Regions from separate parts of the Mus musculus genome. Here regions 1, 3, 4, 5 and 6 are each linked to region 2. A link is a contact called in public Hi-C, HiChIP or PLAC-seq and promoter capture Hi-C data. All regions are on one chromosome and are shown on one strand. Each heading gives the region's core, a stretch centred on a gene start, on an enhancer-like site or on the middle of the called end of the contact. The rest is flanking DNA. Distances are from core to core; before and after follow the strand shown.

Region 1 (4,060 bases), core at 1,243-3,742, 560 kb before region 2:
AAAATTATTTATTTTGTGTGTGCATGTGTGTGGGCAGACAAGTATCGTGGCACACCTGAGGAGGTCAGAAGATGGCTATGTGGGTTTTAATAATTACACGTTGATTTTCAATGTCAATCCGCTTTAGCAGCCAAACCATCCTGACGACCCACAGAGAGTTTTTAATTGTTTGAGGGAAACACAGAAGTGTCTGCCAGATTTCCACGATTAAACTATTTCTTGGGTGTGGCCATTTAAGGCTTGTATGAGTCTCTCCAGATATGGTCCAGGATAGACTGTCTTAGTCATTGTCTACTGCTGTGAAGAGGCACCGTTGACCACAGCAACTCTTATAAAGGAACATGTTTCATTGGGGCTGACTTACAGTTCAGAGGTGTAGTCCATTGTCTAATGGCGGCATGCAGGCAGGCAGACCTGGTGCTGGAGAGTAGCTGAAGAGTTCTATGTTTGGAACTGCAGGCAGCATGCAGAGAGAGAGGGGTGGGGAGGGAGGGGAGAGGGGAAGGGGGAGGGAGAGAGAGAGAAAGAGAGAGAGAGAGAGAGAGAGAGAGAGAGAGAGAGAGAGAGAGAGAGAGACTGGGTGTGGCTTGAGCATTTGAAACCCCAAAGCCCAGTGACACTCTTTTTCCCACAAAGCCATGTTTCCTAATTCTTTGTAGCCACTCCCTGAGGACTAAGCATTCACACATACGACCCTATGGGGGTCATCCTTATCCAAACCACCACAGGGACCTTCATGTCCTAGGGGCACAGGGAACACAGAAGGTTCAGAAAGAACAATATGGATAGTGAAATCACTACTTGGGTTGGGTCAAAGATGAAGACAAGCTCAAGAACAGCGCCTGTGGTAGGGCTGGAGAAACAAGGTCACAGTGGATATTGTTCCCATCCACAGGGGGACAGAACATCCATCCCCCAGGACAAGCGCAACTCCAGAATGGAATAGGGAATGGGGTCCATAAACGATTGCCTAATAACTACACCACTAGGTGTGTCTTTGGGCTTAGGAATAATGTGGGGGGAAAGAAATCACCAAGGCACTAAAGGTACCATTTGCCATTGGGAGTTGGAGCCTTTAGTATAAGATCTGTGTTTGGAATTGGGAACTTTTATGGAAGTTTCAGACTGTCTCGAGGTAAGATGGGATACACTGGGTATTAAGCTTGGTCCTAGGCCTTTGTTAGACAGAGGTCTCTTGGCTCCTCTAGGCTGCCATAAATGCCAAACACAGTAGGTGGGTGTCTGGGGATGGGACAAGGCTATTGAAATGACCACATCTTCTGCATTTCCAAGAGTAGACTTGCCTTATACCAATGCTTGACTGTGAAGGGAATCCTCTTGGCAACACCCCAGGCCAAGGACAGATGAAGGGAAACGGCGATGACAAACTGGCCACTAGAGGGCAGAGTGGTTACTTCTTTTCCTTATAGACCTGGGAAAGCTTTGAATTTGGGGAGAAGAAACGATTCTTGGATGGTACCCGTTCTGTGTTGAATATGCACATGTATTATGTGATAAGGAATAAATGCAGAGTATTGACTTCAGATCCCAAAAATCAATTTCCAATGTGCTTGTGCACATTGGCTAGCCATGTACTTATCACGTATGTGTAGGTGTATATGTGTGTGGTCATATGTGTGCCAATGGGGGGGGGGGCATGCAGAGGACCCACCAGAGTCCATTCTTTCTTTTCAGCACGTGGGCCCCAGGGATCAAACTTCAGTTGTCAGGCTTGGCAGCAAGCCACTTACCTGCTAAGTCATCTTGCCAGGCTCAACATTTTCTTAACAAACTAAATGAACGAGAAGGCAGGCTGTCCACATCAAGGTAAGCCACAGCCCCTAGCATTGGATGCTGGAGTCTGAAATCACACAGTGGGCTGGGGAGATAGTTCCATGGGTCAAGTAAGTGCCTTGCTGAATAAGCATGGAGGTCTTTAACATCTCTTTCCCTGCCTTTACTTTTCTAGGGACACTTTAAGGATATCCCAGGACACCCAGAGTCCCTGTGGCAAAATTTATCTGGTCCATAACTTATGACCTTTTAGCTGTGTGACGTTGGATTCCTCACTCAGTCCTTTTGTGAGACAAAAGACAATGGTGTGCATAGTTAGGCTAATCATGGAATGGGCACAGGGGGTCTGTCTAGTGCCTGGCTCTCCCGTCCAACCATGCAGCCCATATGAGGGCTACCATCAGCTTTGTCTGTGTCCCTTGTCATCTCTGTGGCCAGAAGACAGTGAGAAGGACAAGGGGACACACAGAAATGAAAGATGCTGTTTGTGGTCCATTCCTGCAGCTACCAGCAAGTGCAGGAGGCTGTGAAAGCAAGCCTGCTGATCTCATGAGCAGTCCCATGGCTCTTGGGAAGCAAACGATGGGAACAAAATGCCAAGCTGACAGGCCTTGGGACAGTGTCCTAGAGCTCAGCCCTTGAAAAAACGGAAAGGTGGGAAGGCACAGCTTCCAAGAGGTGAGCCTAGATGTAGTCCCGACTCGACCCCTAGGGGGTGCTATAGGCCGGTGAACCTTAGTAGTATTGCGAGTTGTTCTGATTTCAGTGCCTTTGTAGCAAGCTGTCTGTCATTGGATGTAGGCTGTCCAGGGAGGACTGAGGTTCCCAAAGGGAGGAGCTGTTGGCCGAGGGTTGTCTACTGACAGCTGTCTCAGCAGCCAGCTAGAAGTTGGGTTGCCAAAACCCTCACTGAGGGGGGTTCCGGGTATGACATGTGTCTACCAAACTATGACAATAATCATTAGCATCTTCACCATGGCCTCGCTGCTTGACTGTGAGCATCCTAGAGGGCCAAGGGTGAGCTTGACTGCTCTTATCTTCACTCCTGGCCCCAGCTGAGAGCCGGGGCTTGGAAAGGTCCTCCTAAGTGGCTACATGCCCGGTGGACTAACGGCGGCCACCTTTGATGTATATCCTCCCAGTAACAAGTTACCTTTGTAGTATCTAATCGAGAGGCACGGAAGGAAGGTGGAGGGTTAGATCACTGACCAGCTGAGGCAGAGGGAGGAGCGGACTATTGCTCTGTGGACCCCATGAGCTATCCTGAGCAGATCCTGGGGGATGTGTTACTGAGATTACATCTTCTTGACCCTCCCATCTCCTGGCCTGGACTTCCTGTTCTGACTCCAGCTTGCCAGGAAGCCAACTTATGCTTGAGACACCCCCCCCCCCCCACCTGCTCCAGTTCTCCTTCAGATAGCTGCCCTATGCAGGCTGGGGTAGGGGGTGGGGATAGGTAGGAGGGGGTAGTGGGGGGTACAGGTCAGGATGAGCAGGAGGCAGAGAGATCCCTAGAGCAGCCATGGTGTCACAGGCAGGTCCAGGTTGGGAACCAATAATCTGAAAGTCCAAAAAAAAAAAAAAAAAAAAAACCAAAAAACCAAAAAACAAAAATCAAAAAAAAAAAACCCCAAAAAACAAACAAACAAAAAAACCCCAAAAACCAAAAACCCACAAAAAAACCTGAGATGCTCCAAATAGTGACACCTTTGAAGATGATAGGAAACTCCATACCGGACCTTATAGTTGAAACTGGTTTCTTTACTACCACAAAGGGTGATATAATGTCACTAGTGGATACGACGCTAGCAGGCTTGCAACAATGCTGCACACAGGACCAAGGCTTTTATGTGACACCCACTGCGTTCTTGGCTGATCTTCGATTGTGGTGTAAAAATATCGCTGCAAATGTCAATAAGGTCTTATAGGTCACAGCGATAAGAAAAGGTGTTTACTTTTGTCAATAGCTCAGGAAGCCAAGCTACTGGGGAAGCAAGACTGTGTGACTGTAGAGTCTTTAATTTTTTTTTTTTTTTTTGGTTTTTCGAGACAGGGTTTCTCTGTATTGCCCTGGCTGTCCTGGAACTCACTCTGTAGACCAGGCTGGCCTTGAACTCAGAAATCCTCCTGCCTCTGCCTCCCAAGTGCTGGAATTAAAGGCCTGTGCCACCACTGCCTGGCTTAAATTTTTTTTTTAACTAGTTAATTAGCTGTGTGTGGCGGGGTGAGGAGTCGGGGTGTATGCTGTAGCATACATGTGGTTGTT
Region 2 (3,879 bases), core at 471-2,970:
CTGAGCTGTTGGTTGTCCTGCCTGCCCTGTGTCACAAGGTGGGGATTCCGTGCAGCAGCATCAAAGAGAAGGCCAAGCTGGGGTGGCTGGCCCACAGCAAGGCACGCACCACTGTGGCCTGCACCCAGATTAACTCGTGAGACAAAAGATAAGCTGGTAGAAGCTATCAGGACCAATGACAAAGCCAGGTACAAGGAGATCTGCCACCACTGGGTGACCTATGGTTCCCATTTTCAAGCTGGAAAAGAACTTGCCACTGAACTAGGTTAATTGTACACTGCTAAGTTTTCTGTCCATAAATATAGATTTAAAGTCATCCTTCAAAATGTACAATATAGTTATGGCCCATAGTCACCACGTTGAATGGTGACTTTAGTCCTCTTGAATTTCTTTCTTCTACTTGGAAGTCTGTATCCTTTGATCAGTAAGTGCACCTCTTCCAAGTGGTCTCTGACTCGTCTCATTTCTGCATACGTGGGTTTTACAATCTGATTCTTAGTACCAACGATCTGGATTGTGGGACAATCGCTCAGCTGCGAGTGTGCTCAAATAATGCTTTTGGAAACCAAATATTCTTGAAAGCATTCTTTCTTCTGTAGTACAAATTGCCTCTGAAATAATGAACAATTGCTGTCTCTTCCAGGGAGGTGGATTCCAAAGTGCACCTTGAAAGAACGTAGTCTTCTTCTGGAAGCTGAAAACAGCTAATTGCAAACAAGCGACTCCTCTACTTTCCTTATGTAAACTTGAAAAGATGCTTCAAGCTGTGCTTCAATTGAGGTTTGGCACCACACTGAGTGCATCGCAAAGACTCTGCAGAGGGATTCTATTGTGAACTTAGGTGAAAAGCAGCGGCACACTGCATTTCATTGAAGGGAGTGTTTTTTACAATTTAAATTTTGTTTCTGTTGGTATTTTAAATTATCCAGTTCAGAGCTTCCAGAAACGTAAAAGATCAAAGAACACCAGTACACAGCAAAGTTGACCGCCCGAGGTCCACCAGACTTCCTGGGAAGCGCAAAAATACATTTTCTCCCCTACTTGATGGTACTATTCTGTACAGAGTGTTAAACAGAAAGCTTTTAAATTTCAGTTCAGGATCTTGCAGGGTTAGTGTTTTCAGACTTATGATGGTTCTAAATAACAAATGTAAATATCCTGCTCGTTGTTTTGAATAATTCACCTCTGGAGTGTGAACTAACAAGGGTAAATTTTCATGCTTCGGACTTACTCAACGGTGATGTCTGTTCAAACGACAGGCTTTTCTGCCAATTACTGTCCAGTAGTTCCATCACTTTTGAGTTTTTCTTGTTCTTTCTCCTCAATCTTTAAAGTGCTCACAAGCGACTGAGTAAGAAGTCAGGAAGATGCAGCATCCACTGTATAGTCCAGGGATCACAGAAGATTAAGCCTGGAAACTAACCGTTCTGGGGAGATGGGCTAAAACCACGAGCTCGGCGCCTGCGCAGTAGACTAGACAGTTACCATAGCAACGGAGCTGCTTGCTGGCGCCATTTCTCGGAGGGTGGGGAAACAGTGAGGAGGGAAGTCTCCGCCCTTAGCATGCGAACTGCCCGAAGGGCGGAAATTCCCGCCCCCTCGGACTTGAGGAGCAGTGACAGACCTAACCCGGAGCGTCGCCATGGCAACAGAGTTGAATGCCAGCCGCAGCTCGAGGGGGCGGGACAGGCGAGTTTGCTAGTCCCGCCCCCGGTTTGCTGGACGGCCCGCAAGGATTTGAAACCGTTTGGCTGTGGCGGCTGGGCGTCGGCGGCCGAGTGGACGGCTTGCTTGTTGGGGCGCCAGGTTCTCTCTCTCTTGTTTCTCCCATCGACAATCCCCACCCGCCTCCTACTCCCAGGTTCTGAGTGGAATTTTGCGCGGGATGGAGCCCCCGCGCGTGCGGGTTGGCCCGGGGAGGGGCGTCGCCCGCAGGCCCGGGACCCGCGCTTGCGGCCTGTGTGGCGCGCGCGCCGGCGGGGTCAGCAGCCGAGCGACGGCCAGGGAAAAGTTCTCAGGAAAGTTTGGGCAGGCGGCATGGCGGGACCCAGAACCCCGAGGTAGGGGGCTTGCGGTTGTGAGAAGAGGTCTGTGTCCTGGAGCAGGTAGGAGAGCGGCCCGGGCCTGGGTGGGCCACACAGGCGCCGCTCCCGGTGCCCACTCGGGCGGAGGAAGTGACCGCCAGGAACCGGACCGCTGCAGTTCTTAGGTGCTGTCAGATCAGTCAGAGGAGGAGAATCAGACTGCAGGCCGACTCCGAGAAAGTCCTGATGAACAGTGAACTTGCAAGGACCCAGACTGGAGTCCCTGCCCTTTGGGGACCCAGCCTGGAGTCCTTGCCCTTTGTGGGGACATAGAGTGTAGTGATCCAGAGAGCAAATAAATAGGACCGCTGACCTTTGTTTCATCTTCGAGACAGAGTGGAATTCACAGAGATCCACCTGCCTCTGCCTCCTGAGTACCCCCCCCCCCATCAGTATGCTGGTATTTTTATGATTTGCATTTCCTATTTAAAGATACATGAAAGTAAGATAGAAAAGGCAATCAAAATGCCAGTGAACCTCATTACACAGCGACCACCTCTCCAATGCCCAGCAAAGCGGAGAGGAGGATAATTGTGCAGTATTCAGGTCCAGGATTGTCTCTTGGATTTGGGTCAGGTCCTGCACACTGTTAAGCCCCAGCTTCAGGCCTGTAAAGGACAATGGGAACTGTTCCTGTCAAGTTAGGTGCATTTGATGACATGCCGGGATACAGTTATGACACTCATAGTCTTGACCTCAGATATTTTCAGGAACTGTCCAACTTGTTTTAAAGAGAGTCTCTCACTTGGACCTGGGCTCCCTGATTAAGCTTAGCTGGCAGCCCAGTGTCTTCTGGGAAGGCTTCTGTCCCCCCTTCCTTCAAAAAAGGCAAAACAACCAAAACCCCCAAATGTGCCCGGGTAACCCTTGTTGATTTGTTGGCGTTTCAGGGCTTCTGTGTTATTCTTCACAATATACTCAACATATAATCTGATGGAACAAAAAGCATTTACACAACTTTCAGGAATAGATTGCGCTTGGCGAGGGGCATGCTCTGCATATGAAGTGTGTCTCTCCTTTTTAAGGATGTTACTATTGCTGGCTTGCTTGAGGTTTGCTGACTTCTGTGGCAGCCAGGAACCCTAAGAAGGTCTTAGCCCATTTCATATTTCATAGCTGTCCACAAAGAAATGGATTTTTTTTAAAGGCGAGACTAATGAGTTAAATAAAAGGCAGTATAAATACAGAATATAACTAAAAGGAGAGCCACCCAACTTCTTTTATTCCTTCTGAGGAATTCCTTTTTATTCCTTTTGTATATGCAATAGTCACATTGTAGTCGGTATCAGTGAAAGGCATACTATGAGTAATTTAATCCTAAGCCAGAATAGAGCTTTACTTATTTTACAGTTTTTTTTTAAATGGTTTTTCTCCATAGCTCTGGCTGTTCTGGAATTCACATTATGTAGACCAGGCTGGCCATGAACTCACAGACATACCTGCTTCTGCCTCCCAAGAGTCAGCACACACCACAGTGCCAGGCTTTTATTTTTCTATCTTGATACCTTAAATTCAAAGATCTGAGGAATAGTATAAAAACCTTTTCAACAGCTAGACATAATTTATGTGCACAATGTAATTTGTGTAGCAGGAATTCCTTCAAAAATTGAGATGTTAATTTATATATTTTTTGTTGTTGGCGAATGAATAGGGGCAAGGAAAAGCAGACTTTTAGCTTCACTATGTATCACTCCGGCTCTGTTTTTACGTGGGTTTGGCATGCACACAGATTTGGAGGCCAGGGGTCAAACTTGACCTCAGATATTTTCAGGAACTGTCCAACTTATTTTAAAGA
Region 3 (4,014 bases), core at 930-3,429, 550 kb after region 2:
TGGGGATCAGGACAGCACCAGGCAGATCTACTTTTATAGGAGTGGCTGGGAGCAACTCAGCACTCTGAAAGAAGTGATGCTGGAAACTACGTAGGGGTCAGGTGAGCAAAGCGCATGCGCGGAAGCGATTGTCCAGGACAAGGCCAAAGTGTTTCCTAAGCTACTGGAGAAGTTAACCAAACAGCCTCCTTCTTTCCCGACCCTGCCTCCCTTCCCTCTTTCCTTCTTCTCTTTCTGGGTTCGCTCTTTTTGAGACAGTTTTTCTGTTTAACCCTGGCTGTCCCGGAACTGTCTTTGTAGACCAGTCTGGCCACGAACTCACTAAGATCTGCCCACCTCTGTCTCCGAATTCTGGGATTCAAAGTGTAAACCACCACCAATTGGCTTTCTTTTGCTCTTTTTTGAGCTAGGGTCTAACATTGTAGACTGGAACTCATTATGTGACTCAGGCTGATCTTGAATTCCGTCTTCTGAATGTTGGGCATGCGCTACTTCCAGCCCTCCCCTCTCCTCCTCTTCCTCTTCCCTCCAATTCTCTTCCCTATTCCCTCCTCCCCCCTCCCTTCTACTTCTCTTCATCTTCTTCCCCTTCTCTCCCCTCCCCTCTCCCATTTCCCCTCCCCTCCTCTCCTGTTTTAGTTAGCATTAACTGTCAACACAGCCTAGAATCACCTGGGGGTGGGTGGTGGGGCGAGAGACTCTCAGTGGAGTAAGTGATACTGGGTTGGCCTATGGACACCGGAAGCTGAACCAGCAAGCCTTGTTCCTTCTTCTTGACCTCTCACAGCAACGAACTGTGACCGGCAAAGGTAAGCCAAACGAACCTCTCCTCCCCCAAGTGCTTATAGTCAGGGTCTTCTCACAGCAATGGAAAGGGGCCTGGGTACTCTACTCCTGGGATTGATCCTAGTCCCTCTGCATGCCAGGCAGGTGCTCTGCCACTGCTCCAGCCTCAACTCTCTTTTCAACTTTTTCTTTGTTTGTTTACTTGAGACAGGGTTTATCTGTATAGCCCTGGCTGTTCTGGAACTCCCTCTGTAGATCAGGCTAAGACCCTGTAGATCCAATTAAGAGAGCTGCCTGTTCCTGCCTCCTAAGTGCTGGGATAAAGGCATGCTGTTGCTGTGCCCACCCCCTTGTAAACGTTTTAAACATTCTTACATTGATTGATTGATTGATTGATTGATTGATTGATTGGTTTTTTGAGACAGGGTTTTTCGGTGTAACAGCCCTGGCTGTTCTGGAACTGGCTCTGTAGAGCAGACTGCCTTGAACTCACAGAGATCTACCTGCCTTTACCTCCTGAGTGCTGGGATGAAAGATGCAGGCCACCACTGCTGCCTCTGTCGCCACAACCACACCTGGCACATGGTTTGATTCTTCGAAATTACATTCTAGTAAATTTACTAGGTTGGGATTGAGCATACTCTGGGACCTCAACAAGCCCTGAAATTTAAAATTCTCCAGCCTCAGGCTCTCAAGTAATAAGACTACAGGCTGGACAAACAGGCCTGGAATGTGTTCTTTTCTTTTTTTCTAAAAAAGGTTTATTTAATTTATGTATGTGCCTACATGTGTCTGAAGACACACCAGACATCGGATCCCATTACAGATCTTTGTGAGCCACTATGTGGTTGCTGGGAATTGAACTCAGGACCTCTGGAAGAGCAGTCAGTGCTCTTAACTGCTGAGCCATCTCTCTACCCCCTTTGAAATGTTTTCTTGATTGCCATCCCATCATCTACCTTTGAGGCAGGAAATGATGGGATGGCATCATCTTTACTATCTTTACTATCTGTATACCCCAGAATAGGGGCTGAGGGCACTTTCCTTCACACAGAGATTCTCCTGTACTCCCCAAGCAACCAGATTAGGGGGGCAGGAGACCTGTGTACCTAGGGGGCCCCACTCACCTGTCAAAGTTAAGCTGGCTCCCCTGCAGCAGAAGGGGCCACAGGCCATGTGGGTGACCCTCTCTGTCTGTCTTCCTCTGTTGCTATCTCACTTTGCTGAGCTTCTAGGCCCAGATTGAGGGTAGCAGGAGGTGCTGCCTTTGGGATGGACCAGCTGACAGCCCAGCACACTCCAAGACTCCCTTTGTGCTGGGTGGGGTGGCCAGGCCTTCCCTGGAGATCTTAGCAGTCCAGGGCCAGAGAGCCACACAGCTCCTCATGAAACCTCAAAGCGTTCTTTGTTCTGCGGCTGAGGACCCAACCTTTGGCTGGTTGCTCGGAGGCTGCTGGGAGATTCCCTTAGTGAAAGAAAACGGGGTTTGGATGAAGATCACAAGGAAGTCAGTTCTTTGCTGCTCTCCACTGGAGAGAGGCTCTGGCCACTTCCATTCTGCTGCTGCTGCTGCTGTCTTTGGGAGTGTGGAAGCCAGCTTTTGGTGTAACTCCAGGGAGCCTTGAAATCTATGACACCTGGGCCTGCCCCCACAGGGACTCAGACTGGTAGGGCTGGTGAGACTTCCAATGTGTCATCTGATTTGCGGACCACTGGCTTATACCTGAACTTTACATAGTGACCTCTTCCTGTGATGACAGAGCATTGACGCCCCTCCCCCCACCCCCCAACCCCATCCCTTTTTCCTGGCAGGGAGCTCCACAAGAATCTTTGTTTAGTTAGTGTGAGGCTATACTATTGCTGGAGCTGACTGGAAGCCTCCATTTCCTCGTCTGGAATGCAGGGAGGGCCAGTATTCTTTCCAAATAGTGGTTGCTCTGTTCTGAGCTGCTTGCTGTCTTAAGCGCTTTGTCTGAATTAAGCCACTGGGTCTTCACAGCCCCTAGGAGACAGGTACTGTTACTACTCCTGCATACCAGGCAGGGAAGTAAGAACACAGGAGGCGGTGGGGATCCAGCCCAGGATCCGGGAATCGCCTGGCCTGGGAGACTGCCTGCCTGCCTGATGTTCTCCAAGGGCTGGATGGGCTGCATTGTGCACTGCAAGAGCATCTTCCTCTCACCAGCTGCTAGCATCGTTACTGTTAGCTCCCCACTCCACCCTTCTACCCAGCCTCCCTCCTCTTCCTTTCATTCACCAAACAACAGTGTTCACTACCAACAAGGGTGGCAGATAGGTGGCAGGTGGAGGGGGGAATCTGTAAGTTGAAGGTCAGATGTGACTCTTTCAGATATAGCCTCCCTCATAGAGTCAGGTCTTGGGGGGGGGGGGGCTCCTGCCTATGCTTGTTGAGGTCTCCTTCCCTCTCATTCCTGCCCTTCTGGGTAAAATTCCATATCCCTTGCTTTCTTCTTCCCATGAGGCCCATTGACATTTTGAAATGGGTTTCTCAGCATTTCACCTGACACAAAGCGTGCCCAAAGAGGAAGGACAACAGATGCGGTTGGAGATCAGGGTGGGAAACCTTGGCTTTGGGAACACTGGCTAGCCAGAAAGGCTCACAGCCTAATCCCCACTGCTTTGCACAGCTAAGCTGGTTAGTCAATGCAAGTATTTGCCAGTGGCGGTAGCTACAGGCCAGGAATCCAGGGACAATGTTAGAGGTGGTCACAGTTGTGGGACAAGATGTTGGGAGCAGAGGAAGAGGCATGCAGGCTGAGGGAGGAGTGTGGTGAAGGCTGGGATGTGGAGGAACTAAGATGTCCAGGAGCGAAGGATGTTTGCTGGAGCATGGGACCTGAGCAGAGAGTGGAGATGTAGGGATGAGAGGGTCTGACCTAGAATCTCACGTGACCTGAGGACACGGTGCCTTTGTCTCACAGAATGTCTCACAGAATGGGGTTTCACAAAGAACCTGGAGCCTCCTTGGTAAGTCTTGAAACTAAGATCCAAACCTCTGGCATTTAAATAGAGTAGAAAAGGGGCTGGGGAGATGGCGTGGTGGGTAAAGTGTTTGTGTGAAACTATGAGGACCTGAGTTCAAGCCCCAGAATGGACACAAAGAGAAGCAGGACACAGGGTTTGTAATCCCAGCACTGGGAGGTGAAGACAGGAGGACCCAGCGGCCAGGAAGCTTATCCTAAGCTCCAGGACAGAGAGAGACCCTGT
Region 4 (3,522 bases), core at 242-2,741, 710 kb before region 2:
GTTCCACCCCCCAGAATTGCATAAACTGTCTAGATGCATAACTAGTTGGAGACCCTGTATCAAAACAAAAAAAGGTCCTTTAAGAGGGCAGTGGATAGCTGTGGCTCCAGCCTGGGCCTCTTTTCTGTCTGGCATGTTCTTTTCTACCATGCATACTTCGCTCGCTCTGAATCCCAGGGGCTCTATACTGGCAGAATAGAGATGATGTATCACACTAACACCCAAGCTCCCAGGCAAGGACCTGCCTGCAAGGTATGGGTAGGGATTGGAAGAATACCTTTCAACCACTACAGAAGGAAACGTGGAGAATCCGAGTGATGTAAACTAGGGAAGAAAACATAGTAGGACCACGGGCTTAACAAAGCATCTACACACTACCTTCTGTTTTATAGCCATGCGGCAGCTTTGACCCACCCCAACCCCCAAGGAGTCCATGCTTGGTCCATGCTCTGCCTTCACCAACTTGACATTCTCAGTACTTAAGAACCAGGAACCTGGGATTTTTTTTGTTACGCAGCCTGACAAACTAGGTAGGAAGAATCTTGCCTATACTTTTGCCTAGAGCAATGGCCTCAACCTCCCTAATGTCAAGGATCCTTTAATACAGTTCCTTGCGTTATGGTGGCCCCCAACTATAGACTTATTTTGCTGTTACTTCATAACTGTAATCTCACTGCTGTTATGAATCATGTAAATATCTGATATGTAGGGTATCTGATATGAGAGCCCCAAGAGGTTGTGACCCACAGGCTGAGAGCTGCTGTCTCAGAGGCTAAGAGCCAGTCTGCCCCATAGTTTCCTCTAGCCTGAGGTCTTTGGGTTACTAGCCTGTCTGTGTAGGGAGTGAACGGACCTAAGACAACACTGAGTCTTTCTGAGTGTCTGCTGTTGGGGCCAGAAGTCCCTGGTCTGGTCGACCAGAAGTTTCTGGAGTCTCTTAACTTACTGGTCCAGCCACCTGCACTGGATGAAGAACATAGGCCTTACAAGATGGAGCTGGAGACAAATGCCCTAGTTTTCTACCTTAGCTCTGGCCATACAAAGTACCTCAGGCTGTTTCCATCTTGATCCTTTGCAGAAAAATCTGCCAACAAACTCTGCTCCCACAGGTAACTTATCTTGGAGTCTTGAAAGGACAAGAAATGGAAAGAAGTAGAGGAAAATGGAACCCTTACCCCCTGATGGTGTGACGTGCTCACAACTCTTGTCTTTGTTGTGCACGGCAACCCGAGCGGTGCAGATCCTCCAGAGGCCAAAGTGGGCTGCCTCGCACGTTTCATTGTGGTGCTCCAGGTGTGGACTCAGCACGGCCCAGTGGTCAGTCACCACGGCCACCATGGCGAGCACCCCGCCCACCAGGATGAAGAAGAGGGTCACACGAACCTTCGCTGTTTTGGTCTGTGACATGGCGGTCGTTGAGGTGTGGGTGCTCTGGGCAGGGGGCAGCAGCAGTGTCTCCCAGGCAGCTAGCTAGATGGTGGCAGTGGCTACGGAGCTGGGAGTGGAAGCTAAGTTTAGTGTGTCTGGCTGAGCCAGAGTGGGCTGGCCTTGGGGCTGAGAGACACTGGGCAGTCGGAGCAGCTGCTCAGGCGTGTCATGGGCCTGAGGAAGACTTCTATTAATGCTTGTCACTAGGCGTGGCACTGAGGATTCCTTCGGCTCAGGTTTCAGGGCTTTTTTCCCATCTGAGGGCTAGAAATACCCCCCACCCTGTCCCGGAGGAGGGGGAGAGAGAGAGAGAGAGAGTGGATACGGATAGTGGTGGGTATCTGATGTTCGAAAACGCCAAGCTCTTGATAGTGGCCTGAGAGATCTACAGAGTAGACTTAGGTTGTGTGTGTGTGTGTGTGTGTGTGGGGTGTGAGCAGTGGTCAACAGGCTCATTAGCTGTGTGGGTGTTCAGAACCAAAAGGGGAACCCCAAGAGTTCTTGACGGCACAACTTTCCCGTCTCACCCTGCCAAGGCAGCTACCAACACCAGCAGTGTTTGTGAGGACCTCAGGAAACTGTCTGCAGGAAAGCAGGAGGAACTTCCACAGAGCCCACCTCCCAAGCAAGCTCTTTAGTGGCAAGTCCTACCTCGTCCCCTGGGTCCCAGGAACATTCTATCTGATTCCCAGGCCTGAGCCTAGCTTGACACAGGTCACATGTTTTACTATTGTCATCTATCTGCGACTGGGCCCAGAAGAGCAGCTCTGCCCCTGAGGTTCACGAGCCCTTGTGCTTTTCAGATGTTTGTGAAGAGCTCTCTGCAGCACCCAGAGCAGCCTCGAGGGTCATGAGGCCAGGAAGTGGACTGGACCGGAGCTGTTGCTTTGCACTGTGTTCAGAGACAGGCAAGAAAGAGTTTCCATTCTGTTCCCCCCTCACCTCTCATGTAGCCTCTCATGTAGCCCAGGCTGGCCCCACACTTGCTATGTAGCCAAGGAATCCTCCAAATTCTCACCTTCTCTGCCTCTACCTCCCAAGTAGATTACTTTGATGTGCCACCATGAGGTGCTGGGGCTCGAACCAGGGCCTTGTGCATGCCCGGCAAGCAGGCTACCAACTGGGTTATGTCTTGGGGCCATTTTATTTTCAACAGGGGTAGAAAGAGATTGATTCATAGGTGACCCATAAGAAGCAAACGAGATGCAGATAGAGTGAGGAACTTGGGAAGGTTCGGGACCCCTGTCCGATGGCCTTGTGTTTCCTAGCCCAGCTCCTGAGGTTCTGCCATCTGTCACTGTCTCAGCTCAGCAGGTGGCCCTTTTTGGGTAAATCCACAAGGTTGACACCTGACTGGAACTAGAACCCAACTAGAGCTGGGCAGGGCGTTGCACCTCCAAAATCTCAGCCTCAGGTTTATGATCGGAAGGCTCTCGCCAGGTGTAAGGAGCATTCAGATGCTAAAGTCACTCAGTGCTGACCCCACTGAGAATAGGTACTGTAGCTTCTCCTCAGGGAGTGCTTGTTGTCTTAGTGGCCCTCTGCTGGAGACCAGCCTTCTGATGGGTGGGTATGAGTGTGGGAGGTGCAGCTGGCGGAGGCCACTAGAGGAGGGCTCTAGAGAGCTATGGTGAGAAGCTATGGAGGTTCAGCCTGCTTTCAGCGAGTCCTCTGGCTTCTGATAATCTGTCATGCCACAAAGGCTCTCGTCGCCTCCACTGAGCCCTGGCCGACATGCCGTCCTCACCATGGTGGACTGAGCTCTCTCAACTGTGAGCCAAGGAAATCCTTCTCCCCTTAATTCACTCCCGACAGCCATTCCGCCACAGACAAAAGCAGGCTGTCAGGTGAATCTTCGCACTAATCCACGGGATGAGCACAACTGTCACCCCCACTTTGTAGATAAGGACACGCAAACTCTGGCACAAGGTGTCATTTGTCCCCGGGAAATGGGGAAGCCAAGTGTCATAATTTCATACCTTGAACTCTGAGCCAATGGCTGGAACTGGGAGAAACTTTTTAATTAAAGAGTCTTGGAGCAGATGGGGGAATCTGCAGCCCAGAGATGAGCACTGAGCAGAGATGATCAGAATA
Region 5 (3,703 bases), core at 305-2,804, 680 kb after region 2:
CAAGGTCATCCATTGCAACATCTCAAGTTTGAAGTCAGCCTGAGATAGATGAGACTTGGTCTCAAAAATGTGCATGTGTGTGCATGTGTTCACGTGCATGCCTCTGTGTGTGTGTGTATGTGTGTATGTGTGTATGCATGTGTTTGTGAGTGTGTGTGCATGTACATGTGCATGTGTATATGTGAGTGTGTTAGCCTGTGTATGAACATGTGTGTGTGCATTTGTGCATTGTGCGTGTGTATTTTGAGTGTATTTGTGTGCATGTGCACTCCTGTGTGAGTGCATGTGCATGTGTGTGTGTGCACGTGTGTATGTGCACTCCAATGTGCATGTGTATGTTTGAGTGTATGTGTTTGTATGCATGTGCAAGTGTGTGTGTGTGTGTGTGTGTGTGTGTGTGTGTGTTGTAACTACAAAGGTATCATGAGACAGGTGGAAGAAATTTTAAGGGATGTGGAGGATAGGTAATGGAATAGACATGACATGAAAGCAGAAGGGGAGACTATCGGGGGAGCAAGAGGAGCAGCCAGAGTGGGGGCAGGGAGCACAGGGATGGGAAATGAATGGCAACAACGTATAACACATGAGTGAAAACACCTTAACAAAGCCCATTATGTTGTGTGCTAGCTTAAAAAAATTTTTTTAAGTACTTTGTGGAATTAAAATATGAGAGAATGGCCACATAATTTTGCGTAAATTCCAGATACACAGGAGTGGGCTTGCTGGTGAGGCCTGAGGAAACTTCAAATGAGATGGCTTTGAAATGTCCTTACTGGCTTCAGTTTCCTGAGCATACATCGGTAGTGGGATCTCAGGATTGTACAATGATTCTATTGCTAGGTTTTTATTTATTTTTATGACAGTTCTTTATACGCGGGAGGGGGCAAACGCCAGAGTATACTTGTGGCAGTCAGAGGACAAAAGGAACTCGTTCCCTCCTTCCATATTGTGAAACCTGGGGGTTGAACTCAGGCCGTTGGCCTTGGCAGCAGGCATGTGTACCCACAGAACAGGTCTTGCAAGCCCCTATTTCTAGTGTTTAGAAGGATCTCTTTATGCTTCCCCGAGGTGGCTTTGCTAGTTTGTATATCCAGCAGCTGTGCTGAAGAGCCACCGTCTCTCTCCAGCTTCACCAACATTTGCTGTTCATGGTTTGGGTTTGGCCTATTTGACAACAGTGAGAGGAAGTCACTCTTGTTTTGTGCCACATTTCCGGGTGATGAGCGATACCCAGCTTTTCCCCCTCCATATGCTTGTTGGCTAATCTTCTATTCCCTTTTAAAATGAGTCATCTGCCTATTTTTTTTTCTGCTGAGTTGTGTAGTTCCTTATATCTTCTTGCTATTAGTCACTTGAAGATGAATAGTTTGCAAATATTTTCTCCCACTTGGTAGGTGGTCTTTGCGCCCTGTTGGTTTTTTCCCTTTGCTGTATAGAAGCGTTTTAAACTAACTACGCTCCTTTCTGCCACTTTTTGCTTTCGTGGTCCATGTTTTTAGGGCCATATAAAAACAGTCTTGCCTAAACCAATAGCCTGAAGGATGTTCCCTTCTTCGCCCCTCTGAGTAGTCCCATCGTTCTGAGACTTAAATTTGAGCGGATCATTCTATTGGCCCCTCGTCCCTCCACACAGCGGCCGTGCTTTCTGACATTGCCGCTGTTGCTGATGGCTTGAATAAACTAAGAAAGAAATGTCTTGCAGATTACTGTGATGTTGATGAAGGCTTTAATTTCCAAATTGAGCTCTAATTTGTAGGTGGGGCATGGGATTGCGCTCGCATGAATATGAATGCTAACGTAATAAAGTTTTATACAGCAATAGGGAGAGTTGTGGGCCAGAAGGTGAGGGAGACCAGCAAGATATGAACGAATAATAAAAATGAGATACTGTTAAGTTCTGTGCAGCGAATGATGGATGGAGGTATTGGCTGGTGACAGGTGGTCACTTCCGGTCTCTCACTTCCGGTCTCTCCCAGGGAGGTGGCTTTTCAGATGGAGATGTGCCTCTGAGTGATACATCTTCCTCTGTTTCTTCTCTGAAGTATATAAAGACGGGTGGTGCCTGATCACGCTTTCCATCTTTCGCTTACACAGACATTAATTGGTCAACAGTCAAAGGAGCAGGTATGGCTGGCGAGATGGCTCAGCTGGTAAGAGCACTGACTGCTCTTCCGAAGGTCAGGAGTTCAAATCCCAGCAACCACATGGTGGCTCACAAGCATCTGTAATGAGATCTGACGCCCTCTTCTGGTGTGTCTGAAGTCAGTTACAGTGTACTTATGTATAATAATAAGTCCAATAATAAATCTTTTGGCCGGAGCAGAGGTCCTAAAAACTCAATTCCCAACAACCACATAAAGGCTCACAACCATCTGTATGACTACAGTGTACTCATGTACATAAAATAAATAAATAAATCTTTAAAAAAAAAGGAGCAGGTCATCAGTGGGGGGTCATCTCTTGCTCCTTCTCAGCCCTTCTACCTGCCCCACCCCGTGCCACATACTCCCACCCCGTCTGAGAAGTCTGAGTATAGCACACAGTATATATGAACCACACAGTGCATGTTGGAGTTTGAAGGTATGGGAGAACGCCCAGAGTTCAGCTGGCCTTCAAGCTGTCTTCCTGAGGTTGGTTGGCCTCAGTCTACCGGTTCTGAGATCCAGTTTTTATTCTGTTCCTCAGAGGAACTTAGAATGAAATAAACCAGTGGTGTGAACATTGAGGGAGAATCTCTTGGCATTTAGTAACTATCCGTACAGCTGTTGTCAGGTCATGCTGATGACATAAGGACCCCAAGGTTGTGGGTAATCTCATACCTTGACCTGCATCTGCAGTGTGCCAGTTCTCTGAGTCTTACCCACTTGCAACACTTCCCTTCCACACAAAAGAGAGCACTCAGTCATCTCCTTAAAACACTAGTATTTATTTAAATTTACTTAACACCATTTATTGTTGCTGTTATTGGTGGTGGTGGTGGTGGTGGCAGTGGCAGTGATGGTGGCAGTTGGTAGCCTTGGTTTGTGTGTGTGTGTAAGGCAGAGTACAACTCTCAGGAGTCAGTTCTTTCCTCCCACTGTGGGTTCCTGGGGTTAAACTTGGATTTTCAGGTTTGCACAAGTTTAGCCACTGAGCCACCTCCCCCTCTCCAGTCTCGATTTCTTGTATTATTACATGGCGTAACAGTTAAGAGCATGTATTGCTTTCCCGGAGGACCCAGGTTCAGTTCCAGCATCCATGTGGTGGCTCACAACCTTCTGTAACTCCAGTTCTAGAAAACCCAATGCCTTCTTCTGGCCTCCTCAGGCACTGCATGTACATGTTGCACCAGACATACATGCAGGCAAGACACCTATACATGGAAAGTAAAAAGAAAAAGCCAATAATAAATACTTAAAATAATTAAAATAAAATTTAAAACATTAATAAACTCACATTCTTTTATATTAAAACCCTTCCTTCTGTCCCTTCTGCTGTAGCTTCATGTTCAGGCGATTCTCTGTAGCTGCGTATTCAGGCAGTACTCTGTGCATCCCTCATAGACATCCCTGTCTCTGTCTCCTGGTGCACCTGTGGGACTGTTTCCAAAGTAAACTCCTGGGAATGAAACTGTAGCGAGATGTGCTAAGAGCAGGTGCAAACTCCCTAGATAAGATACAGTGTTTCCCACGGAGAGACTTCACTTGAACAACCTTGGCCATAG
Region 6 (3,566 bases), core at 82-2,581, 630 kb before region 2:
CGAAGCACACCTCTCAAGTCTCTGTATACTAGGGGGGTCACAGAGCCCCGCCCTGCCCTAACAGCGACCACGCCCCTCCCAGCCCACTCTTGGTCCGCTGTTGACTCTCCTCTCCCCAGTTTGGTTCCTACGGAGGTCTCTTGCCGACTTCGTGCTGAGGGGCAGTGACCCAGGGCTTGCTGCCTCAGTTACGGGAGACGCGGCGCGGTTCCCCTCTTGTACCCATCGCGCAGAGAGGAGTGAGTCTGTGGTGTCAGGGATCAAGAGAAGGCCGGCCGGCTGGAGCTACCTGGCTCCCCCAGAACCGCTTGGGGCCCAACCTGTACCCCGCCCTTACCCTCTCAGTTGGGGGCTTGGAGTGAGCGCCTAGCTGCCCCGGGGCTCCCCGCCCCCGGCCGGCCCCGCCCCAGGATGGCCAGTTCCCATAGCAATCGCACAGACACCGGTTGCCAAGCAACCCCTCCCCCTCCTCCCGCGTCCGCTTTCCCCCCAACCCTAGACTCCTCCCGCCCCCACGCCAGCCTCCACCTCCCCCAGGGGCGCCGGCGAGGCCCCTGGGGATCGCTCCGCTCTCGGGTTGCGCGCGCGTGCGTGAGTTTCTGTGTGTTTCATTGTGTCTGTGCGCGAGGGGGTGTGCGCGTGCGAGCCGAGAGTTTGTGGGATCGGTGTGTTGGGGAGGTCCCCAGCCTAGAGGGACCCGAGGCTGCTGCGCCCGTGTCCACTCGGGAACCCACCCTCCCAGCTTTAGGTTCTTTGTGTCTCGCGTGGAGCCAGCGCCGCGCCCACCCCTCCCCCGGCCCACTCCCCGGGGCAATGTGTGCGTGTGCATGTGTGCGTGTTATGTGTGTGCGTTGGGGGTAGGGGTCCTACCTTCGATGCAACACACCCGCCACAGTCCCGAATGGGTGAGGTCGCCGCGAGCGCGGCGGGGCGGGGGCCCGTCGTCCATGGTCAGGTTGGTGCCGTTGCAGATGTGCGCGCTGGAGTACAGCCAGTAGTCGGTGCCGATGGCGATGGCCATGAGCGAGAAGGCGGCGAAGGCTCCGGCCGTGGTCAGCAGCATCTGCAGCCCGCGGTCGCATCGCACCATGGTGGGCGCCTCATAGTCCGCCGCCCGCCGGCCCGGCCCGCCGCGCCCGCCCGCCCTCCTCCCTCGGCGCGCGGCTCCGGGGGCTCCAGGGGCTGGGGGGCCGAGGGCCGGGGGGCGGCGCCGCGCTGCGCGCTCCGACCCCGCGCCCCGGGCGTGCCTGCGCTCCGGCTGCGCGGGGCTCAAACTCCGAGGCGCGGCGGCGAGTGAGGGCTGCGCGGGCTACGCGGGCCGCCGGGCGGGCTGGCGGCGGCGGCAGCGGCGGCGGTGGCGGCCGGGGGCTCCTCCCTCTCGGCCCGCCCTCCCCTCCGCTCTTGGCCCGCGCCCTCCGCGCCTCCACCCACCGCCCGCCGCCCGGCGCGCTCTCTCGGCGCCGCCCCTCCGCCTCTGGCCCCGCGCTCGCTCTCCCACGGCCGGGATTTTCCCTCCCCTCTCTCCCCTCCCTGCGCTCACGCGCGCTCTCTTTTCTCTCCCAGGCTTCATTCACATTATCAGAGCGAAGGAAGCCGAGGGAAAGAAAGATTGGTTCCCTGGAAGGACCCCGGGGAAGCTGCGTCTCCAGTCACCTCTCTTTCCAACCCGGGACAGCCAGGATCTCCTTAGTCCCCAGGATTCTGTATCCCATTCTGTGGGATGGAGATTGCGTCCCCTTTCCTTCTTTCCCCACGGCCTTATGGCTGTACCTGGTTATGAAGGTCTAGGCAGGGATGTACTGTGAGACTCCTCGCGTTTCCAAAGGGCCCAGATGTGGGTCACAGACGGGAGACATTCTTTATGGGCCAAGCCAGATGAAGATCACCTCCATTTCAACCGAAGCAAGCCAAGGGGTTCTAGCAGGCACTGGGGAGCTCTGGACTTCTTCGAAGGGGGACTGAGGATGTGACACACTACAGTCACACTTCTGATAGTCCATTGCTGATAGAGGCAGGAACACCAGCAACTACATTGTAGCCTCCAGCTGTTTCTTCTCCCTGTCCTTCTCTGAACCTTTACTTTTTCTCCGGTTGGCTCTTCCTCAGCCTAACCGGCTCTTCCTCACCTCCCCTTAACCTTGTCAGACTCTGCCTCGGGGCCTCTGGCCTCTTCCCTTAATTGCTTTTGGTGCTGGCAGGGTCCCAAGCTGGATACACTCCGAGCTCCTTGGAGCCAGGCTCCTTCCTTGCCACCCAGTTCCCCTCCTCCCCTGCAGGAGGCCTGAAACCCACGGGGGGGGGGGGAACTCAGGCCATTTCTTACACCCTTGTCCCTGTTGCATCCTCGAGGGTTGTTCTGTGGGCTGCTGTTCTGACCCCCTGGGATTGAAAGAGACACATGGAAAGCTGCTGCCCTTGCAATTTTACCTCCCGGGCCACTTTCCCAGCTTTCCTCAGAGAAAATAAATGAATGACCCCAGCCTCAGAGCACTCACTGTTCTTCCTCTCTGGAGAGTGTGAGCTCCCCCCTCGTATATAGCCGTGTGTGGTAGCAATGTGCAAATGTTTGCCCTGGGAAAAATTATCTTTTGCTGGGAGAAGGGAATATAAACAAATAGAAAAAAAAAACCAGAATAATAAAATGTGAGGGCCAGGCTGACTAGCCCAATCAGCGTTGCTGGCCTTTTCCTCTGCCTTTGGGGGGTGTCTGTTCTGCTTTCCAAAGTTTCAAAGGACGAGAGTTATTGCTTTTCTTCCCTTAAAAAAAATCACTGTCATCTAGGGCTGTATTGTCTACCCAGCAGGTGCCTGATATCCGGCTGAATGGACCAGAAGGCATGTGATGGTTTCTCCTGTTTCAGGGCAAGGCTGCTCACCTCTGTCTCCAGGAGCCTCCAAGATGAACTCAAGGTTCTGTGCTCTGAGAGATTTTTGATTTTTGGGGGGGGAGTCAGCCAGTCTTTGTTTCAGAGGTAATCCTTAACAGTGGGCCAACACAAACAAACCTGGTGTCCTGACTGCTGAGGAAATGAGGTGGAACACGCCGCGCCCCGACCCCCTCCCACCCCCCTTCCCACCCCCCCCACCCCCCCACACCTCGCAGCTGGAAGCTCCTCTGTGCTCCTCAGAGTTCCATGAAGCAAGGTGTGAAAACCCACATCCGGGTTAGCCAGGTGCTGGGTTACACAGAAACATCCTCTGGCCTGCACTAGTTAGAGCTTTCTCCTAGGATCTTGGAAGAAACCAATGCAGTAACCTAATTCATCTTCCAGGGGGTGGGTGGGGAGTAGATTTCCCCTCATGCCTTCTTAGGTAACTGTGAGATAATATCCAAGCAAGCAACCCCGAGTCACACAGGAGGTAGGACAGACGTCTTCAGCTCTAGGAAGCAAGTTGGACCAGCTTTTGTACTGTACCCACAGAGGGGCTTGGAGTGTCTTGGAGAGATCTAGAGATGGGACCTGGGCTTAAGATCATTACCACCTTGGTAGTGAACAGCTTGATTTGGACAAGCCATGACTACCTGGGAGGGAGATTCTTCTCTGGTATGCCTTTCAGATTTGCTT

Evidence for each region. Promoter capture Hi-C pulls out the DNA fragments that hold promoters and counts their contacts. A called contact is a pair of places that touch in the nucleus more often than the background predicts. HiChIP or PLAC-seq counts read pairs in DNA pulled down with a chosen protein or histone mark.
Region 1: a Hi-C map of cortical neurons shows a contact between it and region 2, with 2.9 times the contacts expected there. The contact joins the enhancer-like site here to the promoter of Cep112 in region 2. A contact is called at or near these places in 19 of 39 promoter capture datasets (the 3T3-L1 cell line, 3T3-L1-derived adipocytes, the C10 cell line and 12 more), 6 of 15 datasets of contacts at CTCF or cohesin (CD8 T cells, the NIH/3T3 cell line, embryonic stem cells and 2 more), 123 of 484 Hi-C or Micro-C datasets (the 3T3-L1 cell line, the 63-12 cell line, the AML12 cell line and 81 more), 21 of 115 datasets of contacts at active chromatin or transcription factors (the 230-238 cell line, the NIH/3T3 cell line, T-cell acute lymphoblastic leukemia and 13 more) and 3 of 9 other capture datasets (embryonic stem cells, liver and pancreatic islet).
Region 3: a contact with region 2 is called in an H3K4me3 HiChIP or PLAC-seq map of stem cell-derived neural progenitor cells, with 19 read pairs. The contact joins the enhancer-like site here to the promoter of Cep112 in region 2. A contact is called at or near these places in 3 of 39 promoter capture datasets (embryonic stem cells, hippocampal neurons and stem cell-derived epiblast-like cells), 11 of 115 datasets of contacts at active chromatin or transcription factors (differentiating embryonic stem cells, embryonic forebrain, embryonic stem cells and 3 more) and 1 of 9 other capture datasets (embryonic stem cells).
Region 4: a contact with region 2 is called in a promoter capture Hi-C map of hippocampal neurons, with 4 times the contacts expected there. The contact joins the promoter of Cacng1 here to the promoter of Cep112 in region 2. A contact is called at or near these places in 5 of 39 promoter capture datasets (the HPC-7 cell line, embryonic stem cells, hippocampal neurons and 1 more) and 2 of 115 datasets of contacts at active chromatin or transcription factors (astrocytes and embryonic stem cells).
Region 5: a contact with region 2 is called in an H3K4me3 HiChIP or PLAC-seq map of bone marrow-derived macrophages, with 4 times the contacts expected there. The contact joins the enhancer-like site here to the promoter of Cep112 in region 2. A contact is called at or near these places in 5 of 39 promoter capture datasets (cranial neural crest, embryonic stem cells, hippocampal neurons and 1 more), 13 of 115 datasets of contacts at active chromatin or transcription factors (bone marrow-derived macrophages, craniofacial prominence, embryonic basal ganglia and 4 more) and 1 of 9 other capture datasets (embryonic stem cells).
Region 6: a promoter capture Hi-C map of hippocampal neurons shows a contact between it and region 2, with 5 times the contacts expected there. The contact joins the promoter of Cacng4 here to the promoter of Cep112 in region 2. A contact is called at or near these places in 7 of 39 promoter capture datasets (the 3T3-L1 cell line, cranial neural crest, embryonic stem cells and 4 more), 2 of 484 Hi-C or Micro-C datasets (both in embryonic stem cells), 8 of 115 datasets of contacts at active chromatin or transcription factors (astrocytes, embryonic forebrain, embryonic stem cells and 1 more) and 1 of 9 other capture datasets (embryonic stem cells).

The regions. Positions count from the first base shown.
Region 1 is chr11:107,862,834-107,866,893 of GRCm38.p6, forward strand. No RefSeq gene overlaps it. Among named protein-coding and RNA genes, the nearest start is that of Cacng5, 50 kb to the right of the region's middle. Within about 2 kb of position 2,493, at least 7 of the 459 cell types and tissues checked have an H3K27ac peak or open chromatin away from gene starts, as enhancers often do. A contact at or near this core is called in cortical neurons, where this site is marked.
Region 2 is chr11:108,423,546-108,427,424 of GRCm38.p6, forward strand. It overlaps Cep112 (centrosomal protein 112), which reads left to right and starts at 1,721. Exons shown (of 27, transcript NM_001373899.1): 1 at 1,721-1,806.
Region 3 is chr11:108,971,407-108,975,420 of GRCm38.p6, forward strand. No RefSeq gene overlaps it. Among named protein-coding and RNA genes, the nearest start is that of Gm36876, 7.3 kb to the right of the region's middle. Within about 2 kb of position 2,180, at least 27 of the 459 cell types and tissues checked have an H3K27ac peak or open chromatin away from gene starts, as enhancers often do. A contact at or near this core is called in stem cell-derived neural progenitor cells, where this site is marked.
Region 4 is chr11:107,714,985-107,718,506 of GRCm38.p6, forward strand. Cacng1 (calcium channel, voltage-dependent, gamma subunit 1) reads right to left here and starts at 1,492. Exons shown (of 4, transcript NM_007582.2): 1 at 1,176-1,492. The coding sequence starts at 1,407.
Region 5 is chr11:109,099,212-109,102,914 of GRCm38.p6, forward strand. No RefSeq gene overlaps it. Among named protein-coding and RNA genes, the nearest start is that of Gm24149, 34 kb to the left of the region's middle. Within about 2 kb of position 1,555, at least 5 of the 459 cell types and tissues checked have an H3K27ac peak or open chromatin away from gene starts, as enhancers often do. A contact at or near this core is called in bone marrow-derived macrophages, where this site is marked.
Region 6 is chr11:107,793,375-107,796,940 of GRCm38.p6, forward strand. Cacng4 (calcium channel, voltage-dependent, gamma subunit 4) reads right to left here and starts at 1,332. Exons shown (of 4, transcript NM_019431.4): 1 at 871-1,332. The coding sequence starts at 1,090. It overlaps Gm11650 (predicted gene 11650), which reads left to right and starts at 498. Exons shown (of 2, transcript NR_165828.1): 1 at 498-591; 2 at 1,564-2,479.